2 separate regions of the Sus scrofa genome follow, and region 2 is linked to region 1. The links are chromatin contacts, called in public Hi-C maps. All regions are on one chromosome and are shown on one strand. The core of a region is the stretch at or near the end of the contact, and the rest is flanking DNA. Distances in the headings are between cores, read along the strand shown. Region 1 holds the start of CCDC15 (coiled-coil domain-containing protein 15). Region 2 overlaps SLC37A2 (glucose-6-phosphate exchanger SLC37A2).

Region 1 (5,091 bases), core at 955-3,454:
GCAGGTTCGATCCCTGGCCTTGCTCAGTGGATTAAGGATCTGGTATTGCCATGAGCTGTGGCTAGGTCGCAGAGGTGGCTCAGATTCTGAGTTGCTGTGGTTGTGCTGTAGGCCAGCAGCTACATCTCCAATTTGACCCTTATCCTGGGAATCTCCATATGTCATGGGTGAGGCCCTAAAAAGCAAAAAAAAAAATCTGATTATGAAATTCATCTGTAAATATTAAACAGTGAATGAAGTCAATCCCTTCTCCAAAATTTCCTGTGGTTTCCTATCACTCCTATTTTCCATAATCCTATCAACCTTCATCCCCCTACTAAGCCTGCCACTCCAATCAATCTAATCTACCCCTAAAATTCTGGCTATACCTTGCTTACTCCCTATCCTCTCCATTCTCCTTAAATGGACAATCATTCCCTTTCTATTTCTATTTTGATTAAGCAAATAATTCTTTACTAAACTTTTCTGGGTCATATCAACCCAAAGTTGTATCTTTCTTTTCTGATTAAGTGCTATGATCTTAGCACTTAAATTTGCAAAAGTTTCCCTTCATCTGAAATGCTCTTCCCTACCATCAGTACTTATATAGCATCTCCACTCTTTAAATACACAAACAATATTTCCTCACTCATTCATTCAACAAATATTTCCTGAGGACTTGCTATACCAATATGAGAAACAATAAAAAATAAAGGTCCCTGTCCTCACAGAATTTACAGTTAAACTTTCTCAGGATCCCACTCGGAATTAATCTCTCTCTTAATCTCTTACTGCACTTGAACCTTAATGAATCTCCATTACAAACCTTATAAACTTTAGGCAATCAATGTTACATCGACTATGGTCGTCATCCCTACTACACTCACTATAGAGTGTCTAGAAGACAGACAGTGCCTACGTCGTGTGCACGTCATGTGCACATCGTGTGCAGAGCAAGCATCAAGAGTTTATGAGGTAAACTGAAATATCTATATGTATGTATATAAATGTAATAAACACTCAATTATGTAGACTAAAGCTAGAGCAAGTTTTTAGCAAATTCATATTTGTTCTATAATTCTAATGCAAGAGCCTATCTATAACAGAATAGAAACAGCACCTCCAGACTGTTCATCTTATCTGTGCACCAGGGACTAGAGAAGGTTAATAAAAAGAAAGATGGAGGAGGAACCCCACCGTATTTGCATCAAACTGACACTCACATGTGCTGGGACTTCTGTGCTACCTGGTGGGGCAGGTTCCACCCATGCCCCAACTGGTACTACAGCCTGGTTCCTCTCAGCCAGCACTGTCAACACGTCCTTGCTCTTCAGGGGGTTTAAAGCCAGGGGCAACTTTGTGGAATTTCGAGGCTTCTTGAGGGGGGCCATACTTCCTGGCACCTAAGATTCCTGGTTAGGAGAGAAGAAAAGCTTAACATCTTCAAACGACTTCCTTAGAAGCTCAGCCCCTTAACACATATGCCACAGGCTCCTTAATAGGAGAGAAGCCTTGGAGGAGGCAGTAAGTAGCCTAACAGAGAGCCAAGAATAAGGATTCTGGAGAAGGAAGGAAAAAAGCTTGCCCTCGTAAAGGAATAGGGACGAGTGGAAAGAAGTAAGAATCTGAAGGAACGAAAACTGTGCCAGTGGTGACACACCGACGTGGGACAGGGAGGAAAGAGCGTAGCAGCCGGAGGGCAAGAGAGCTGGGAGGGTGCGGAGTGGGAACCTGGGTTGAAGGCAGAGTCCAAACAATCGGTATCCGGTTATGGGGGGAAGCGCTGAACGCCGGGGAACCCCGGGCCAGGGAAAAGTTTGGCCTGTTTCTTAGGCCTCGGGGTCCTAATCCTGCCGAGGCAGCCCTGGCCTAGTATCAACTCGCTGCTCGCCACAGACTCAAACTACCACGGACACTAAAGTAACCGCCGCCAACAAACCGCCAATTTTGGGAGGGCCGCCTTTCGGAACCCCGGGCCAAGGAAAATTTTGGCCTGTTTCTTAGGCCTCGGGGTCCTATTCTTGTCGAAGCAGTCCCGGCCTAGTATTAACTCGCTGCTCACCACAGACTCAAACTACCACGGACACTAAAGTAACTGCCGCCAACAAACCACCACTTTTGGGAGCACCGCCTTATCCCGCCGCGCCCCTCGGTTGGTTTGTATCCGCCTCCTCCGGCTTGCGTCACCTCCCTGGTACAGGGAAGGCGTAGGGCGGGGTTTCGGGTTCCGAAGGGTCGTCACTTCCGCTCTCTGTAACCCTGAGGGGGCGGGACTTGTGAAGCGTGGGGGTGCGGGTGGAGTCTAGCTCAGTCAGCTGAGCTGTTGCATTATCTACCCTGGGATTAACCCACATCTTTCAGAAAAAGGAATACGTTGGGCTGGAGAGCTGATTAAGTGGGAAGGACAGGGGTCCAGTTGAGGGACGCATGGGAGAAGGATGGAAGAAGGCAGGCCTGGCAGGGCTTCCTTGACGGAGGAAATACGCCTACAGTAAATCATACTGATCCTTTGTTCACTTCGTTACGTTAGCAGTGCTGTTTCATATATACTCTTACATGTAAATATCGCAGCCTTGAGAGTGGTCTCCCTTTCTGCTCCAAGCTTTGCTATAATCCAGGGACACTTCATTTTTCTTGTGAAACACCAGTTTGTTCGTTCAATTAACATATAATTGAGAGCATTTTATATACCAGTACTTTGCTAGGCACTGAATATATATAGCAGTGAACAAAACAGACATATCCCTTGTTCATGGAATTGACAATATAATGAGAAATAACCAAATAGACACATGAATAAGTAAATAAAAGTGGCTGATGATGATGCGCAACTTGCAACTGGCCCAGGAACTCTATATGCCTCTGGGTGGCCAGAAGAAAAAAGAAAAAAAAAAGGGGGCAAGGGAGTAGTTAAATAACTGACCATAGGATTTAAGATAGGTAATGTAGGAAAGGATGACAAGTGGAAGGAAGGGACCTTGTAGAGGTGGTAAAATCAAGAGATTCTAGGTTCCAATGGAGACCTAAGTTTTGCTAGAGCAGAATACTAGAAGGAATGCATTGAAAAAATAAGAGGTGGTCATCCAAGATTGAGATGCTTGAAAGTAAGAGTATAAAGTTATTGTAGATATTAGTAGTGTTGGAGTTCCCTCGGAGCCTAGCTGTTAAGGATGGACACTGCCACTGCTGTGGCACAGGTTCAATCGCTGGCCTGGGAACTTCTGCATACCGTGGGCATGGCCCCTCAAAACATATTGGTACTGTCAAAATCTATGGTATAACCAAGAGAGGGAGTGCTGAGGTAGAAGAACAAGATTACTGAAGAAGAGGTCATAGAAATGGCCAAATGGCTTGAAATCACCAAGATACATGAACAGAAGAGTGTTGCAAGAGCCAGGAGCATCCATCTTCAAGGAATTTCAGGAAAAGACCTGGAGCTTGGTAGATGAGTATAACCTGGAAATCAGGGAGTGATATAGTCTAGCAACATCAGATGCAAACCAAGGAGCAGAGCTGAGAAAAAAAACAGGAAGCATTGTTTACAAACAGCACTGAGCAATCAAGTAACGAGAAGGAAAGCCATACCACCTCCACACAAAGAACAGAAAACAGCCACCACTGGAGAAGGCCAGAGGAAGGTTGATTTGTACACCTCTGTAAACACACACACACACACACACACACAGAAGAAATGTTATTAGGTAGCCCCTTGCTGTCTCTAACCCTCTACCTCAAGGTCTGTGCCCCACTAGCAGCCATCCAGTGGTTTCATATGAATCTACACTCTCTTATGTCCAGAAAGATCCCATCTTGGGCTCTGCTCCCACTTTCTAAAGTTTTCACAAGGTGTGTCTTCCATATGCCCAGAATTAGTTTCTCCCCAAGAGAGCTGTTTGCTTAGAAATGTCTTCTTCAGAAACTTAAAAGACTGGGTGTTGCTGGCACCAGAGTCTTGAGGCCCTGATCCAGAACACTCTTCATTAGAACTTGATAATGTGTGTGGCTGGGGGATCCCCGGCCATTGCTGCACAAGGCCCTGTCACTGGGTCCTTGGCAGCAGTCCACTCCACACAACTCAGAGATGTGCTGTTTGGGAGTTCCCATTGTGGCTCAGCAGGTTAAGGACCAGATGTTGTCCCTATGAGGATGTGGGTTTGAACGTTGGCCTCACTCCATGGTTAAGACAACAGCTGCAGCTCTGACTCCACCCTTAGCCTTTGAACTTCCATATGCCGCAGGTATAGCTGGAAAAAGAAAAAAAAGAAATGTGCTATTTGGTTTCACCATCCTTTTGACTCACAGCTGTAGCAAATTAGAAAACTTGGTCACCTGTTAGTCCTCAGGGCCTATCCTAAGGAGAACCTCTCTGGAAATTGGAAACCTGCCTATCCCCACTCTCATGGTATCTGGATGTTGGGAATTTAACCTCAGGCAGCTGAGTGGTACCCACTTTCACTTCTTCCTCCAGTTTGAGCAGGATTTCCCAGGGCTGCCCAATGTTCTGGGCTGTTTCCTAAAGGTTTCTTTTGTTTCTCCTCCTCCTGATTCACTCTGAAAATAACTTTTCTAGCTGGAATAATTGGTGAGGGTCCTTCTGCTTGCCTGTACAAACCAAATTTCTGCAGCAGCATTTCACTGTAAGTGGCATCCATGGCAGATGGCTCAGGTTAAGCCCAGTCATCTCAATAGCTTCTTCTGCACTGATCTTTGAAAAAAGAAAAAAAAAACTTTCATTTCATCATGGGTGCAGAAGTCTTTTATCCTTTCTCTTTGCGGATGAAAAAAAAATTAACACGGAGTCTCATTGTCTTCCACTTTACCAGATACTCATCTAGGATAGACACAGAGGTACACTTCAAGGAAAGACTTGTTGGTCCAGCTTTCAAGAGTGTTGTGGTCCCTTCAGCTGTCAGCTCCTTCAGGGTCAGCCTCAGCTTCAGAGAGCAGTCTTTCCCTCCCTTTGAGGAGCAGTGACCTCCTGGGACTGGTGGGTCTAGGGATGTAAAGGTCCAGTTGTTTCAGCCTAACTTGGAGCAACCCTAATGAGCCATCATTTCAACTTCAGAGCTCCCTGTGGGCTTGGCTAAGGCCACCCCATCTGCATCACAGCTC
Region 2 (5,091 bases), core at 1,093-3,592, 120 kb before region 1:
GGGTTCTGGCCTGGCAGGGCAGGACCCCTCCCCAACCCCCTCTGTGCACCCCAAAACTCTTACCAAGCAGGCCAGGATGTCGGCAGAGATGAGCATGTAGAAGACATTGTTCCAGCCTGTGGGGGAAATGAGCCCGGCCAGCAGAGGCCCCAGAGCCGCACCTGTGGGGAGCACAGCATCAGACGGGGGCCCCAGCCAGGCCCTCCCTGCCCACACAAGGGCAGCGCCCCAAGAGAGCACCCAAGACCAGGCCCAGGGTTCCGCTACCAGCCTAGGGCAGGAGTCACAGACCTATGGACCCTGTGCCGTCGATGATGGCCGTGACAGTGGAGAGTGCCTTCGCATTGCCCTTCAGGCTCTTGTGAGTCCCCTGGGGAGAGAGAGCAAAGTGGGAAGGCCCACACCAGGAAGCGGCACCAAGCGGGACCGAGACCAGGACAGGGGATGGCTCGGGGAAAGGTAGCAGCTGGGGCTTGGAGTTGAAAGAGGGGCTGGTGGCAGTTTCTGAAGGACTTTGAGCATCTCATCTCTGCAGGCCAGGGGAAGGCAGGGTGGGGGTGGGGAGTGACATGGGGAAGATGGACCTGGCGACAGAGGCCCTAGCCCACCCCCAGGTGGCCCCACTTACCAGGTCAGCTGAGACAGCAGTGGTGATGAGCGCGTAAGGGCCGTTGACCAGGGCTCCAGAGATAATCAGCATGACTGAGGTGGTGACGAGACGGCCGGTTAGAGAGGACAGGCTGCCACCCCCAGACCCAAAGCAGGTGAGTCCCCCAGGCGTCAGGCTGAGAGCCTCCATTCCCTGAGCCTCCCTCCCAGCCCCCAGGCCGGCCTCATGGGGACCCCAAGGCAGCGCTGTCTCCTCACCTATGGAGATGCTGATCCCCCTCTGGCCAATGGAGTTGTACAGGAACATCTGAGAGAGGAGACGGGGCAGCAGAGTCACACCCTGGCTTCCCCGTGGGTCGCCTCCCTTAGACCTGAGCCCAGAAGTCCGAGGACCCCAGAGGTCCCCTTTCTCCTTCTCACACCCAGGCCGCTCTGTCTTCAGGCGTCCCAAGGATGCAGGGTCCGATACGTGGTAACCTATTGTTTCCCTTTGCCCCCAAAGTCTGCTCTCATATCAACCTCAATCTCTTATTCTTTCCTTGGTCAAGAAGCTTAGCAGCTGGCCTCCCCCTTCTCCACCAAAGCCAACAGCCGCTAATCCCTTTCCAGAATTCTCACGCTGAGCCTGGCCTCTCCTCCCCCCACTGTGCACAGAGATGTACACACGCAAAGAGACAGGCATGTGCGTGACGCCCGGGGCGTGCACACAGTCCAGTGGCCCACGGGCACAAATGCCCTTTGTCCTTGAGGTTCTACGCACCATGGGGGCAGCCAAGATCAGCATGACGCAGCAGGTGGTGGCCCTGCCATTGGTGTAGTCAGAGATGAGCCCCGCCAGGATGCCGCCTGGAACACAAGGCGCACACTGCCGCCCCAGGCACTGGGACCCCAGCACTGCCCCAGTGCTCAGCCCAGCACAAGCTTGGGCCTCTCCCTCTGCAGCCCTCCCTGTGCCCACAGCTCACAGGAAGACCAAACACAGGGGCCATCTTTCCTGGGGCCCCCTGAGCAGGAGCCCTTTTCCCTCTGATGCCACCGGCCAAGAGCACATCCCACTGGCCCTGGCCCTTTTTTCTGCACCCTGACAAGAGAAGAGGGGGATGCAGCCTAGAGGCAGAGCAGGGCATGGCCTCACCTATGATGCCACCAACATCGAAGAGTGTGGACAGGTCCCCAGCCTCCTTGGCAGTAAAGTGAACTGTGGAAAACAAAAGCATGGGTCAGACCTGGGGGCTCAGGGCAGACCTCTCAGGGGCCACCGCCAGAAGCGTTCCTGCAGAGCACCTGATCCACTGTCACTGCGTCCTCTTTCAGAGGAAGTGGGGGGGCGGGTTGTGGGGAAGTGATTGGCCAAAGTCACCTGTGAGTCTGCAGCAGACTCTTCCCAGCCCCCAGTCCTATACTGCCCTCTCCCCGAGTGAGATGGCCTTGACCTCCCAACCTGAAACCACTGAGAACTGGCCGCTGAGAGCCCTGTCCCTCTGGGGCACGACTGCTTTCTCTGAGCCTCAGCCCATCCAGCCACATTCTGGCTCAGCCCCTGATGGAACAGAAGGCCCCCTGCAGGAGCGCTTCACAGAAATCAGCTTGTAGGAAAATGGGGACCTTGGGTCCTAGGCCTTGCCCTGGGATTAGAAGAAGAGACGTCCAGAAGCTTGACTTGTAGCCCAGCCCTCGAGGCTGACTCATACTCCGAAGTCAGCACCAAGGCCGTGGAACAAAGAGTCACAGTGTCCACAGAGCTGCCTGGCGCTCTACCCCTATCTTCCAGAGAGGCCTCTCAGAGCTGTGGGACAAGTTACAGCTTGAGATTTGGCTCTGACTAATCCCCGTGGCATCTTGTTGGTGCATGAATATTGTGTGGCAAGGCAGCCTCGACCCTCCCATGGGGCCTGGAGGGAGCAGGGCAGCCCTGGGAGAGCTCTGAGGCCCCGGGAACTGAGGGCAGAGCTGCTCCTTGACAGCACAGCCCCACCAGGGGAATGCCAGAAACCCAGGACAGGTGGACAGAAACATCCTTTTCCAACCCCCAAAGTGGCCTCTCCTCATCTGTCCCTCCTTGGGTGGTGGCAGGTGTGGGGCAGGGGAGAGCAGGGCCATGAGACAGGCACCCAGCAGACCCAGGCACAAGTCATCGCTCCCGAGAGGTTCCCCGCAGCCCCTCGGAAGAGGACAGTGTTTACCGCCGGGCTGCAAGCAGTGGGGTCAGCTCGCAGGCCCTCTTCCTTGGGCTGGGGGAGGCTCAAGGGACCCCTGGAGGCACTCAAAAGGCAGACCTTTTGTAGCACCTTCCAATCCCACCCATCTTTGTGCCCAGCAGCCTGGTGGTGGGTTTCTCCTACACTTAAGGCTGGAGAAGAAGTTAGGGAGGATTGCGGAATAGAGCTTGGAGTTCCTAACCCCAACTCAGCGCCAAGGGAGGAAAGATGGCTGGAATCAGGGTCCAGGGGGTTGTCTTCAAAGTTTAGCTTCCCATTAAAGAAAAAAAAAAAAAAAATGTCCCTCTGCTCTAGGAGAGGTTCAGCAGAAATCCTGCCCCCTCCTGGAGTTATAAGCATCACATGACAGGTTTCCTCCCTCTCTCTCCTCTCCCTCCCCAGCACTCACCCACATTGAAGATGTAGAGGGGCAGCCAGTACAGGAAGGTGTAACTGACCAGCTTGGCAAAGAGCAGACACAAGGAGAACTCGATCACACCCTGGGGAGCATCAAGGAGGGTGCCATGGAAAGGGGTGCAAGACACCCTTGGTTCAGCAGCAGCCCCCACCCTACCCCATCCCACCCCTGCCCACCACACAAAGCATATCTCCAGTCTCAGTAACAGAGGGTGCCTGCTGCTCAAACACTGCGTCGAGACCAGCCTCCCACTTCACCTTCCCCAAGCGGGCCGCCCTCCCAAGGCATCCCACGTAAAGAAAATCTGGAAACCACAGATCACCCCTGATACCCAGCAGAAAAATCTAGAGAGCCTCTCCCTTCCTTCCATTCCACAGACTTCTCACCGGGATCCGGAGCGCCCCAAAGAAGCTGATGGCAGCAGGCTGGGCGCCTGGCTCCTTAGAGTAGGTGACAGCAGATTCCAGGCTGCTGTCCCTGTTGGAGTGGGAGTCCTCAGGGAGGTCCTGGCTGTCTTCTGACTCGACCTGCGCAGAGAGGAGCCCTTGCTGTGGCCACATCACGTACCACCTCCCACCAGCTGCAGGGACAACCCACAGGAGAGGTGGGGGCTCCCAAACTGGAAGGGGTACGTGTCCCCTCCTGGACTGGACTAAGCTCCTGTCGGGGAGCCACCCAAAGGCCCGACCTCGGGCTTGTGAAGTAACTGTGTGCACACGGCCCCCTCCTCCAAGTGCCCAGGCATCTCTGGGACCCACCCCTGGATGGAGCAGGAGGGCAGGGATGTAGGCCACACTTACGTGGTGCTGAGGAGGGGTGCAGTCCACGTCTTCTGGGTCTGAAAGAAAAAACTTCTAAGAAGCTTTCCAGCAGGCAAGGCTCTCACCATGCACGGTGTATAGACCCCAGCCCCCAAGGTGGCAAACCAGGGCTTAGGAGACCACTGTCCAGGCCTGGGTCTCCTAAGGATGAGCTGTAACACTACTGTCTCATGGACTTCCATTCTTTTGCTACAAGTGACCAAACAACCAGCCCATCTGACTTGCAAGGCTGTCAGGGAGCAGGGAAGAGGCTAAAAACGTGGAGAGCATCCCAGCCGTCAGCTCCACTTTCCCTCAAGTTCTGATTAGCCAGCATATCCTGACTCCAGGCCTCACTGGAACTTTCAACAGCCCAAGGAAGCAGGCGCTATCATTCTTAGGTTACAGATGAGAAAACCGAGGCTCAGAGAGGTTGTCGGTCCCCAGTCACCACATCTGTTCTTCCAGCTGGGAGATCCCACTGCACCAGCTGCCTTCTCCCAGAACCTCAGTGGGCGGCCATGTGGGGAGGGAGGGGCTGCTCACATTCGATGAGGAAGAAGAAGGTGATGAGGCCCATGATGGCTGTGATGATGCCAGGAACTATGAAGGACAGGCCCCACTGCTCATCCACCCAGATGCCAGCGATCAGGGAGCCCAGGATGTTGCCCACGGACGTATGGGAATTCCAGATGCCCATGATGAGCCCTCGCCTGGGGAGGAGGGGTGGAGAGTGGAAAAGGTAAGTACAAGAGCCAGCTGCCTGCAGCCTCCAAACCCAAAGACACCAGTGAGGAGGGAAGGAGAGGTTGGGCTCGCTGGTGGCTCTCCGCCAGCTCCCTGAGCAGCACTAGCTGGGCACTCGCTACCCCTGAGGGCATGGAGCCCCGCCCCTCTCTCCTCTCTTGATTCTAAAGTCCTCAACCAGAGGGTGATTCTGCCCCCCCCCCCAAGGGACACTGGCACTGCCTGGAGATTTTTGACTCAGCTGGGGTGTACTAGTGGCATCTAGCAAGTGAAAGCCACCAAATATTATACAATGTGCATGGCAGCCCTCACGACAAAG

What was found. Hi-C and Micro-C count contacts between places; a contact is called where the count stands out from the background.
Region 2: a Hi-C map of mesenchymal stem cells shows a contact between it and region 1, with 2.6 times the contacts expected there. The contact joins the enhancer-like site here to the promoter of CCDC15 in region 1. A contact is called at or near these places in 17 of 47 Hi-C or Micro-C datasets (blood, brain, embryonic fibroblasts and 11 more) and 1 of 2 datasets of contacts at active chromatin or transcription factors (skeletal muscle).

What each region holds. Positions count from the first base shown.
Region 1 is chr9:52,143,411-52,148,501 of Sscrofa11.1, reverse strand. CCDC15 (coiled-coil domain-containing protein 15) reads right to left here and starts at 2,204. Exons shown (of 15, transcript XM_021063078.1): 1 at 2,090-2,204; 2 at 1,203-1,391. The coding sequence starts at 1,370.
Region 2 is chr9:52,263,007-52,268,097 of Sscrofa11.1, reverse strand. SLC37A2 (glucose-6-phosphate exchanger SLC37A2) reads right to left here. Exons shown (of 19, transcript XM_005667471.3): 7 at 4,572-4,738; 8 at 4,026-4,063; 9 at 3,612-3,752; 10 at 3,217-3,307; 11 at 1,745-1,807; 12 at 1,370-1,455; 13 at 868-916; 14 at 629-702; 15 at 292-370; 16 at 64-161. Among named protein-coding and RNA genes, the nearest start is that of SLC37A2, 29 kb to the right of the region's middle. Within about 2 kb of position 2,342, at least 21 of the 83 cell types and tissues checked have an H3K27ac peak or open chromatin away from gene starts, as enhancers often do. A contact at or near this core is called in embryonic fibroblasts and retroperitoneal adipose tissue, where this site is marked.